Regions from separate parts of the Mus musculus genome. Here regions 1, 2 and 4 are each linked to region 3. Evidence: chromatin contacts called from public HiChIP or PLAC-seq data. All regions are on one chromosome and are shown on one strand. Each heading gives the region's core, a stretch centred on a gene start, on an enhancer-like site or on the middle of the called end of the contact. The rest is flanking DNA. Distances are from core to core; before and after follow the strand shown. Region 1 overlaps Fmn1 (formin 1). Region 2 overlaps Fmn1 (formin 1). Region 3 overlaps Fmn1 (formin 1). Region 4 overlaps Fmn1 (formin 1).

Region 1 (2,842 bases), core at 33-2,532, 140 kb before region 3:
CCCCCCCCCCACCCAAGCAAATGGAGGATTTTAGACAGAAAAGTAATTATTTTTACATTTTTATTTCACACAAATCACCATAGTAGTGGCTTGGTTATCTGGAAACATTAGCAGATTTCAGGCTGGGAGAACTGGGAGTCACTGCTGTGACCTTTCGAGGGGGCGGTAAGAGGGTCTGTGGGGATGGATGAGAGGGATGTGAAGGCAGGAAGACCCTGAGTGGATGATCCCTCCCTTATGATGCTGGAGGAGGCCAAGATGAGTTGTGGGGTTTGGGCGTGAGAACATTTTGAAAATTTTAAACATATATATATATATATATATATATATATATATATATATATATATTAGAAAAGAAAACACATGATTTTATGCAACTTTTAGCACAAATGTAAGTAGGCAAAGGCCTCGAGAAAAGGCAACATATCTCTTTTCTCATTTGTCTGGCAAAGTAGCAAAAGGAAATCCCATTGCAAAGGCTACACAAACCCAGTGTCTGATAAGCATCCACCTCTTGCCCCCTTGTGCTTTATGTTCTACTCATAAGTGATGGGATAATAAGACCCCCAGATACAGTCTATTGACGACTAGGCCTTCGCATTTACAAACATTCATGGATTAATTTCCCTTTGGGCTACTCTTTAATTACATTCCAGATTCTATAACAGAAAGGGTAGAGGGAACAGGAATGAGAGAGTTTTCCTTCCTTATTTTGTATGGCTTATTTTCCCTGGAAGGACTACAGCTCAGCTTGTAAGCACAAGAGAAGGCCTGTGGCTCACTTTGTATGGCTTTTTACAGCCGCAATGGCAACTCAGCTGACAGGGATGGTGATACTGTGTGATCCAGGCTTTGAAAAGAAACCAATCTGGTCCCAAACGATGGGTAGTATGATCAATGGCGTGTGTTCCACAGGGGTCACAGCCACTTCACAATGTAGCCAGTACTCTAGGGAACAAACCAGTATAGCTATGGGCCCCTGTCAATGAGCCTAAGATGATGCGCATACTCTCCTCACTGTAGACCATACAAGGCCAGCCCCTTTTGGCCTTGTCAGTCAACAGGCTGCCTCCATCCCTCCTCACCAGCATCTCAAGGCAGGATATGAAGGGGTATCCCTGGAGGGAGTGGCTCTCAGACAGCCAGGTCCCAGGCAGATGACACCTCTGTGAGAAATGGCTTTCTAAATCTGGCACTGGGGTGTAAGAGAGTTGATGAGGTGAGTGATGAGCCCAGCCGCTCAGAGCTGTGATTTATAGGACTGGGCACTGCAGGGCTCTTAAGAAACTGAAATGCTAAACTCCATGATTCATATTTTCCAGTATGTAAAACATGCTTATAGTCCACTCACTGGGAGTCAGTGGCAAATAAATCGTCAGAAAGCCAGACTCTGGCACAGATCAGACAAAAGCTGCCTTCAGAGAGGTGGAGAGCAAAGGTGAAGTGTACGTGGGTCTGGAGACCTCTACCTCTCTCCATGCTAGTCCCGAGAGCCCAGTCTGCCAACTGAGCCCAGTCTGCCACATGACAGGCATCTTTGCCTTCAGTAATAGCTGTGAGTGTTCATGGCATCAGCACAATGGCCCTCCGAACTTTCAAAATGCTTATCTAGCTAGACCATCACTGTGGGGGGAAAGGGAATAATAAGTAGTACACTAATTAGTTACCACTATTATTCTATGTCCTGGCAATTAGTGCTGAGAAACTATGTTGGGAGGTTGTACCACAAAAGGCAGAGGAATGCCTTTCTTGGAGACACACAATGTTCATTTCACATCAGTGGTTCATTGTACCAGACCCGCTCAGCTTCTGGAAGGTTTTACTGAGTGGGTTGAGTGTGGATCAATTAGAGCTCACAGACCAAACTCAACCTGCTATTTGTACTTGTGTGACTCATGGTTTTCACACTTTAAATGGCTGTTAAAAAAAAAGTGTAGAATATTTTTGTCATGTGAAATTCAAATCTTATTAGAATTCAAATTCTAAATAAAATGTATTGGGGAATAATAAAGCTATGCCCCTTTGCTTATATATTATTATCTGTGGTTGATTTTGAACCATGATGGTCCAGTGGCCAACTTGAGGAGCCATGCCTGATCCTTTGACCCACAAAGTAGAAAATAGTATCTGGTCTTTTACAAGGAAAAGTTGTCCACTTCAGGCTTACCATTTCATCCCACAATCTGGCATAACTAACCCTACCTAAATGTTTGCTACACCCTATCATCTCCAGACACCACCAGGGACCATGTCAGTGTCTTCATATCTCATTATTAGTCAACTTCTCCTTTGACGATTAGTGATGTAACAGGAGTGAGTTCACAGTAAGTAAATATGGCTTCTGGCTGAGCAGCACCAGCTCGGGTGGAGGCTGGTGATACTGATGGCTAAGGGCAATGAGACAAACTTGCAGTGGAATCCCATCAGAATCAATCTAAACATAGTCTCAGGCTGTGAGGACCAAGGGACAAGGGTCCATGTGAGAAGATACCACCGCAAGGTCCATAAGCTTTCATCGAGGCTTGGCAGTGTTGGGCAAACTTAGGATCTCTAACAAACTACCTCACCAGTCAGTCAGAAATATATTCTTCTGGGCCTGGATGTCTATGAGAACTGAGGTAACAAACATTAGGAATAGAGTATAAGACAGAACCTTGGGTGCCTGTAGGGGTAGCCTGTTAACATTCTATCTATTTTCTGTTTCCTCTTTGCTTCCTGTAGTCGCCTCTCCTGGTATAGAAGGCTTGAAAGAAACACAAAGCACTCAAAATAGCATCAGGCACAAGAGCTCCCAACCAGAGGCACATTTGCAGTCTTAGTCCCTAAATGTCTTGCTGGGGAC
Region 2 (2,958 bases), core at 66-2,565, 240 kb before region 3:
TACACAGAAATGGGCTTGTATGTACACTGACACAGGAGAAAGTATTTCACTTTGTATCCAGAGGACTCATTATCTTCCTATCTCATAGCAGGGTGTAGTGTTGAGCATACATGACTAATCGCCAGGATTCCTCCATCGCCTGAACACCACCTCTGTATTATCTGGAACCCACATTTGGACACACTAGAAAAACCGGTGCAGTCTCAGAAGCAACAGTGTTGCTGACATTTAACACAAATATGTCAGTGGCCTGGGGATTTCTCTTTCCAAAACTTTGTCTTCTTAGCCTCTTGCTCTGTGTGTGTGTGTGTGTGTGTGTGTGTGTGTGTGTGTGTGTGTGTGTGTGTGTTTTCAAGGGGTTGGATTTGGGAGGCCTTGCTCACCTCTGTCAGAAGAGCTGAAAATTAAAAGACATGCTGGATTTCAGCATGTTTCCCCTAAGTGTTTTGGGAACCCGGACAGCAAGTGACTGTTCAGAAGAAGCAAGTACAATCCAGGGTCTGCTTTGATGATGGCACAGCAATGCTGACAGACAGAGCCACTCTGAGGAGGTGCCTGCCTCATTTGACCCCAGTGATTCCTTTCTATTGAAGACAAAGCTCAGCACTGCACTATGAACCTACCATGTCTGATAATGTCCAGACTACTGCCCTCTCCAGCCAAAATGTTCTTCACAAAACTTCAGTTTTGGTTTACACAACAGTGCACCGAAAACTTGAAATTTGGACAAGAAAAAAAAATCACTGATATTTAATTGCCAGGGGGACTCTTCTCCAACAGACAGCAGACAAAGGATGCTGCGTGCTTCTTGAAATGTCCAATTCTCAGAACATAACTCCCAAATAGCATTCAACTTTTTAAAAAAGATTAATTTCTAATCATATGTTTTGTTTTATACCAACTTATTTCATCTCACTTTAAAGTGGTCTCCAACTCTACTCCATTACATTTCCTCGTCTGATCTACATCCTTTTAATTTGGCCAAACATTTTTTTTTTTTTTTTTTTAAGGACAGATGATGAAGTGCCCAGAGCCAAAAAACAAAGTGCTCTCTATACTTGACGTGGAGATGCTGGAGTGGAACACTTCCCCTCACTGTTCATTCTCTCATGTGTGCCTTCAGAAACTGCTTAGGGAAAGCAAATAGCCCTTAGCCTCAGAGTAAATTGTTTCTCTTGAGAATCAAACATAGGAATTTACCAAGTCTCACACGAATATTGCAACACTAACCACAACCTCCTTAAAGAGTGCAAGCCAACAACCGTGGTTTCTACATTAAAGATGAGATCTGACATATTTCAAGGATGACCTGAAAGCTAGACTACCTTCACCACAAAGCCACGGAAAATGCTGACAACCCAAAGTTATGACTCCCTTAGCATGTCTAATGCACAGCAGCAGCCTGGGCCTCGCCAATGTGAGCCCCTTGCCCTTCAGCAAAAAGTCTTGAAAAGGGATTAGGAGCTTGACATGCACCCCGGAAGCCGAACTGCCGCTTGGCCTGATACCAGCCTGCCCTTGTTGATGGTCTCTTCTCTGAGTGCTGAGTGTCTCTGACACTAATTTTACACACCAAGGAAAGAAAGTGTAATGTGGGGGTGAGTCCAATTGAGGGGAGCCAAAATCTGGAAGCACAAGCATGTAATTGTCTGAGTTTTAGACAATTATCATGATAGGATGCTGCTCATGACTGGAGAACATGTCTGCACTTAGGAAACTACAGGACTGGCCCTTCATCTTGCTTTCATCGGTATCTTAATTTTGTTGGCAGATTCGGGCAGGAAGCAGGACTAAGCGCTGGCACCTGTCTCTGGGTTATTAGAACTCTCCAGAATTGCAGCAAGAGCGAAAGAAAATGGCGCATTCCTCGTTGAGGCATTCTTACTTATGTCCATCACTGCGAAGTTCTTCTCAGCTATTTTGTAAAGCCTATTTTTCCCCCCTTAGACGCTATTTCCAAGCCCAGTTCCTGCATTTAATTACTGGGAACTTTTAGAATATTTTACCATCACATGTATCCCAGTCTTCTCCTCTGAAGGACAATGCCCCCTTCCACTTCCTTCTAGAAGGGAGGTACATCCAAGGAACTGGCACAGTGAACTAAGAACCTTCCCTTCAGGGATTCAAACAGATGGACAGAGGAAGTGACAGACTCTGGTGTCTACTGAGAGAAGCCGGGGTCAGGAAGAGGGGCTAGGCTCAAAGGAGGAACTCTAGGCTCTCTTCTGACTTCTGGTTGGAGTGTCTGTATGCAGAACGTAGTCCCTTTCTCCTTCTGTCCCTTGTCTATGAAAGCCTCTAGGATCTGAGCAAAGAAACTGAAATAACCTTCCTAGCTATTTATGCAACTGGCCTAACCTAGTTACAATGTTGAAAGAAAGCAACTCTCTTCCTAACGTCCGTGAGCCCGTTTAGGAGCAGAGTTGGCAGGAGAGGCAAGCGGATGGAACAGGATCATGGTATATATGATGGCAAGGTGGGGGGGGGGGGGTCTCCTATGGCTCACAGTTCACAGAGGTCTCAACGGACAGGGCCAAAGCACTGGCTGCTCAAACACAACGCAAGTGAGCTAAGTTAGTCATAAAAGTCCAAATGCTACAGGGCTCCATAAGGAGGTAGGAAGTGCAGGAGTGGCTGTCCAGGCCTTGTGGGGGAAAGGGTATAGGAGAGGAGCTGTGTGTGTGTGTAGGGGGGAGTGGGAGTGGGGTGACGGTGATCGGAAATAAATAATACATAAGTGGGGTGGGGGTGGGGGTGAACCTCTGAGTATGCTACTTACTCCTGAGAGTGTGACTGTGGACAGTTTCAGATAGAGTTCTGGAGACTGATGGTTGGGTAGCAATGGGAATATTCCCTATGGTAATAAAAAGAGAGGATGCCTAGTCTGAGAAAGAACGGAGACCAAATCACAGATGCTTACCTTTTCTGTGCATTCTCCAAGTGACTTTCTTCCATCTT
Region 3 (2,700 bases), core at 171-2,670:
GAGAGCACTATTTGCCATCATAAACAGTTTCCAGTGCATAGGACAGTGTCATGGACACTGCTGCATCTTTGGAGACACCATTAAACAAACCATAAGCTCTTGATTTTGCTTGACTGGCTGGTCAGTGAGCCTTCAGGATCCACTGGCTCTGCCTCACCAGCACTGGGATTACACGCATCACCCTGCCTGGCCTCTGTTGGTATGTACAGGAGATTGTTCTGACCCATACACACGCCCTTTATGCTTGCACCTTCATGACCTCAGAGCCACATCACCGGTCCTAAAAAACTCACTATCAAGTGTATATACAAGAATTTATGTGTATAAGAATCTAGAGGAAAAAGCAAATTGAGGTGACTGGCACAATGTCTGGGTGAGTATAGCAATAGCTACAATAAGTGAAAATAAATAAGTATTCTGGAAAGAGATAGAAATATGGAATGAATTTGAATATGTGGTGTGAACTGGCACTTTTGCAAGAATGTAGCACTTACTAAATGGGACTGGGCAGATGGGTATCAGTTTGAGAAAAACAAAATTTATATGTTATTACTGATGTTTGTTAATATAAATTCATTTTATTTGGAAATAAAATCTAAACTCAATCAGGGCAGGAACCTGGAGGCAGGAGCTGATCCACAGGCCATGGGGGGTGGGGGGGCTATTTACTGGCTTGTCATCCTTGACTTGCTCAGCCTGCCTTCTTATAGAACCTGGCACTACCAACCCAGGGATGGCACCACCCACAATGAGCTGGACCCTCCCCCATAAATTACTAACTAAGAAAATGCCTTATAGCAGGACTTATGGGGGTATTTTCTTAACTGAGGTTCCCTTCTTTAAGATAACTCTAGTTTGTGTGTCAAGTTGGCATATGATTAGCCAGAACAGCAAATAACTACATAAATGCATAAACAAAAGCTATGACTTAAACTCTTTGAACACAGTATTTGAGTCTGCACTTGGGATTTCCTTGTTAAATGTCAAGCTTTAGCTGAAACTGAGTTTGGGGAAGTTGATTTTCCCACCAGGGTTCCAAGCGTTACAAGAAGTGGAAGCTTAGCACTTTTTCACCTCCAGCTTCCCAGTCTGCCCCTCTTTTCTGCATGTACCCACAAAATGCAAGGCTGTCCTGGTCTCTAGTTTGGACATCTCTAAATCATGTGCTATCAAAATCACTTCATGCAAGTGACCTAAATGGCCATAGAACACACAACAAGCAAATCCACTGCCTAGGCAGCTAAAGAGGACTTGGGACAAGTCATCTAGACACATGACTTCAAGGCAATATCCACCTAGGCGTAACACACTCTGTTAGCCATGGATGGGGAAATTAAAACTCAGACGACAGTGAGCCAATAATTCCATGATATTTTTAGCTCTCCCTGGCTGATGAAGCAAGGCTGTCTGACTCACTAGGAAGAGCTCTCTCACTTAAGGCAAATGAGAAGCAAACCAGAGGGTAGGCAGATCCTCAGTCCTGTGAGGGTTGAGCTGATCCACAGATCTCTCGATAAGAAATATTTCCAAGTTGTTCTGAGCTTGGTACCTCCAAGCTTCTGGCAGTGAAAGTCCTAGGAGAGGCCACCTATGCGGGTGGTTTGCTCATAACTTCAACAGCCTGTGCTGAGTTCTCTTTTCCACAAAAGCCATGACCCCCCTAACACTGAGAGGACAGAATTTAGGGCTTGCCAAGCCTAGCTCGGGTGTGTTGCCAGTGGAGAACAAGGTTTCTTAGATGCACAGAGGAAGAGAAACCAAAGGTGCCCAGTTCATATAAGACCACACGAGAGCTTTCGCTCTTCATGACTCCTCCCTCCGACGGGCAATTAATTAAGAGACTAATTCAACAAGAGGTGCCATTTTTAATTCCACAAGCTTTGACTTCACTTTCTCTCGGGATTTTGAGTTTCACCATAATAATATATTGAGAAATGCCACCAGTCACAGAACATAGTAGCAGAAGAGAAGCGAGTGTCAAGAACTGAGAGAGGTTCCTCATCTGAACCTGGGGGCACAAACAGATGCCTGGTCATCAGGCACACCACGCAATGATGATGGCAGCATGCTTTTTCAGTAGCTTTTGGTTCTCATTACATGGTTTTATTGACTTTTTGAGATTTGTTTCTTTTTATATTACATAGATGGGTGTTTTGTCTGTGTGCAGCATGTGCAAGCAGTGACCTCAAAGGCCAGAAGAGGGTGTCAGATACTCTATATAATTAGAGTTACCTACTGTTGTCAATTTCCATCTGGGTGCTAGGAATCAAACCCCGCTCCTCTGGAAGACCATTTCTGTGTTCTGAGTCACTTCTCCAGACTCCATGACTAGGGTTTTAAAAATTCTCAAAATACTTAGAGTCACTAAGCAAAGGCTCAGTCAGAGAAGGCTCCTGAGTATTCAGTGCATCCAAACGTGACCCGAACTGGGACAAACTCTAGACTTGGCTAGGAACTGTATCAAACTCATGAAGCTTTAGGCATGAGATGGTTAGAAACATTCTAGAAACAGAAAACTAGTTCAAGAAACAAATCCAACCAAGCATTTATTATTAAATAATGTGTCTGGAGATATATTTAGATAAAATGCAAGGCGTGTGTGTGTGTGTGTGTGTGTGTGTGTGTGTGTGTATGAAAATTTTTCTAAAAATCTTAAAATGCCCTGGATAAAGTTTTCTATAATATGTGCAAACACAGTCC
Region 4 (2,720 bases), core at 162-2,661, 190 kb before region 3:
CATTGGTCCAGTCCCTCTCTTTTCCTCCACGTGCTGAGTTAAGATTCCTTTCTTTCAGAGGCCACACTCCAGGTCACACGTTTTTTTCTCACAACCACGGAATATGGTGAATCAGTTTTACTTCCATGGTCTTGAGGTCGCAATGACAAGGCTGACAGTAGTTTGCTGTTGTTCTATTTTGAGGTTCAGTTACGGCCCTTGTCAATGTTATTTGACTTAAAGATTATTACAAAATAATTTAGATGTATATATCCAACAAAGAGATTTTTATAGGGAAGACGTCTAACCAGCGCTGAGAATTATAGGCTGAAAATATCTCTTGCTAGATTCTACCAGGATTCTCTGATTCTGAAAGGATTTAAACAAGAAAGCCACAGAGGGAAAATACATACCCTCTAGGGACTTCACCCAGTTCCAGGCTTTTGTTCACAAATCAATAGACAGTGATAACTATGTATCTTAGGTCAGGCTGAGGCTGTGTTACAGGCTCAGAGAAAGTACAAAGCAAATAGGGTCCGACAGCCATAGTCTCAGCTGTTGTGGGATATTTACCCATTTGTGTATTGGAACTGCCTGCGTTCAGTGTGAGGAATCAGACTTACGGCTTTTTGTTTAACTTGGTAAAATTTTGTTAAACTTGGTAAAATTATTGGGGTTTTTGTATTATTTAGTAGTAGTAGTAGTAGCAACAGCAGCAGCAGTATTTTTCAGAAAAGTTTCTTGACACTAAAAAAAAAAAAAAAAAAAAAAAAAAAAACTTATCTGGCCAAATAACCACACAGGAAACAGAGCTAGAGTTATTCATTCAGAGTCAGGTTGAAATTTATCACCATCCACGGGTAACTGAATGTGAGATAAGACCAATCGTGGGAGGTGCTGGAATTAGGGCCAGTTTTAGTTACAGCCTTCCCTGCCGAAGCTATAAATACAAATGGCCAATTTAACAGCAAGGAAAGACCACCTATAAGATCTAGACCTAGGATCTAATCAGTTGCTTTGTGGCTTCTTTCAATTATAGGATCCCTGCTATGTTTATGGGGACTTTTAATGTGAGCATCATGGTTTCGAAGGCCATATCGTTATTGGTCATGTTTGATCTGAGGGTGGGAAAGTGGGAGCTCAAACAAGACACACAAATGGCTGCACAGGATTGCTTAGACCTGCACTGTAAATTGGCATCCACAAGAGCCTACTGTGGAAGAGGAGGGGAAAGTTTAGACGCCACAGGGATCGAAACCCAGAAAAGTACCATTAAAAGTTCTTTGTGTTTAGCTCAGGAAATGAAAGTTAGTTGAGAATAAGTACTGTGGCTTTGTCAACATTATTTAAGAGTGTTCTGAGAAAGGAAGGATGGTCAAGACAAACACATCATCTCATTCCAGTGTGGCAACAGGATGTGATTTACAAATGGAAAATTACAAGAGCTGAATTGCTGCTTATATACAAATAATTCTAATCATGAATCAACTGAGTCACAATGCATGTGACTTCTCAGGCTTAAAAAAAAAAAAAAAAACCCAAAACATCCAAACCCTAATTGCTTAGTATTTTCTGAGTGAGAAGACCCCTAACAAAAAACTAGCTTTCCTGCTCAACACCCCACACAGGCTCCATGTCACAGCATGCTTTCTCAGCTTCCAATACGACCTTACACTCAGCTGCTCTGAGGAATCTTTTTATTCTACATCTTGCCTTTGGACTGACACATTCACCCACATGTCTTAAACTGCCATCTTCTCGGAACTGTTTGCACCACAGGTAGCTAAGGGTAACTTGTAAACTTCTTAAAACATAAAGAGAATTTTTTTTTATTTCCTTTGCAGCTTGGTCACAGGTCTCTTGAGTATAAATGCTTTAGATGCTATAGCACCATTGTTGCAGCATCACGAAGCTCTCTCGCACAAGCATGGCATCTCTGCCGGTGTGTCACACATGCACATCAAAGGTGTCATATCCAAAGTTTATGTCACTGCCTTCCTTCCACCGCCACTGCTTTTACTCGGGTTCTTTTTGAGCCTTTTGTTCCTTCAATTAACTTCATATCATTGGTAATTATGATACATTTCTTAAGAACAAAAGAAAGAGCGGGCCCCTAACATTCCTTCACCAAACAAGACACCCAGCCCAGCCTGCACCTGCCATTCCTGGACACATATACAGCTTTCACTATTGTCTGTTGTCTATAACATGAATCAGGTTCTTCATCAAGCCCCGTGGCGATACTTTTCTCCTTACAAGTCTTGCATTTTTCACATAAAGCCTACGGTCTGGCCACACCTAGTCTTATGCATTCCCCAGACAATGCACATCTACTATTGTTACAGGTTTGCAGTGTTCCCTCTGCCTGGAATGCATTTCCTAACCTGTCTGAGAAGGATTCCTCTCGCCCAAGTTTACCGTCATACTGGGCCTATTACATATCATGTCAACTCCAGGACTGATAGAGAGTTCACATCTCAGTATTGCTGATATCCAGGTATATTTTATGAGCTCCATCTACATCAAGGCTGGGCTAGCAGTAGTATTTTCCTTAGGAGTACAAGTAATAGTGGTACTGTTTATGAAAATGTGGAATCAGATAAATGTTATACTTAAATTGCATGAAAATCACCATAAAATGTGATTATCCAAGGTCAATAACACATATTTGTGGTGGGCAGAGAATTTTACGTTTCCTATTAGTCAGAGAAACAGCTACGCTTTAAAAAAATGTAGTACTG

Evidence for each region. HiChIP or PLAC-seq counts read pairs in DNA pulled down with a chosen protein or histone mark.
Region 1: a CTCF HiChIP or PLAC-seq map of the NIH/3T3 cell line shows a contact between it and region 3, with 13 read pairs. The contact joins two enhancer-like sites. A contact is called at or near these places in 1 of 15 datasets of contacts at CTCF or cohesin (the NIH/3T3 cell line) and 1 of 115 datasets of contacts at active chromatin or transcription factors (pancreatic cancer cells).
Region 2: a contact with region 3 is called in a CTCF HiChIP or PLAC-seq map of the NIH/3T3 cell line, with 10 read pairs. The contact joins two enhancer-like sites. A contact is called at or near these places in 1 of 15 datasets of contacts at CTCF or cohesin (the NIH/3T3 cell line) and 1 of 115 datasets of contacts at active chromatin or transcription factors (the NIH/3T3 cell line).
Region 4: a CTCF HiChIP or PLAC-seq map of the NIH/3T3 cell line shows a contact between it and region 3, with 8 read pairs. The contact joins two enhancer-like sites. A contact is called at or near these places in 1 of 39 promoter capture datasets (the SN4741 cell line), 1 of 15 datasets of contacts at CTCF or cohesin (the NIH/3T3 cell line) and 3 of 115 datasets of contacts at active chromatin or transcription factors (the NIH/3T3 cell line, bone marrow-derived macrophages and pancreatic cancer cells).

The regions. Positions count from the first base shown.
Region 1 is chr2:113,584,756-113,587,597 of GRCm38.p6, reverse strand. All of the region lies in intron 10 of Fmn1 (formin 1), which reads right to left. Among named protein-coding and RNA genes, the nearest start is that of 4930533B01Rik, 120 kb to the left of the region's middle. Within about 2 kb of position 1,282, at least 27 of the 459 cell types and tissues checked have an H3K27ac peak or open chromatin away from gene starts, as enhancers often do. A contact at or near this core is called in the NIH/3T3 cell line, where this site is marked.
Region 2 is chr2:113,688,123-113,691,080 of GRCm38.p6, reverse strand. It overlaps Fmn1 (formin 1), which reads right to left. Exons shown (of 20, transcript NM_010230.2): 17 at 2,921-2,958. It overlaps 4930533B01Rik (RIKEN cDNA 4930533B01 gene), which reads left to right. Exons shown (of 6, transcript NR_040614.1): 6 at 1-28. Among named protein-coding and RNA genes, the nearest start is that of 4930533B01Rik, 19 kb to the left of the region's middle. Within about 2 kb of position 1,315, at least 30 of the 459 cell types and tissues checked have an H3K27ac peak or open chromatin away from gene starts, as enhancers often do. A contact at or near this core is called in the NIH/3T3 cell line, where this site is marked.
Region 3 is chr2:113,448,756-113,451,455 of GRCm38.p6, reverse strand. All of the region lies in intron 4 of Fmn1 (formin 1), which reads right to left. Among named protein-coding and RNA genes, the nearest start is that of Gm13963, 58 kb to the right of the region's middle. Within about 2 kb of position 1,420, at least 94 of the 459 cell types and tissues checked have an H3K27ac peak or open chromatin away from gene starts, as enhancers often do. A contact at or near this core is called in the NIH/3T3 cell line, bone marrow-derived macrophages and pancreatic cancer cells, where this site is marked.
Region 4 is chr2:113,639,327-113,642,046 of GRCm38.p6, reverse strand. The region is part of intron 16 of Fmn1 (formin 1); the gene reads right to left. Among named protein-coding and RNA genes, the nearest start is that of 4930533B01Rik, 68 kb to the left of the region's middle. Within about 2 kb of position 1,411, at least 27 of the 459 cell types and tissues checked have an H3K27ac peak or open chromatin away from gene starts, as enhancers often do. A contact at or near this core is called in the NIH/3T3 cell line, bone marrow-derived macrophages and pancreatic cancer cells, where this site is marked.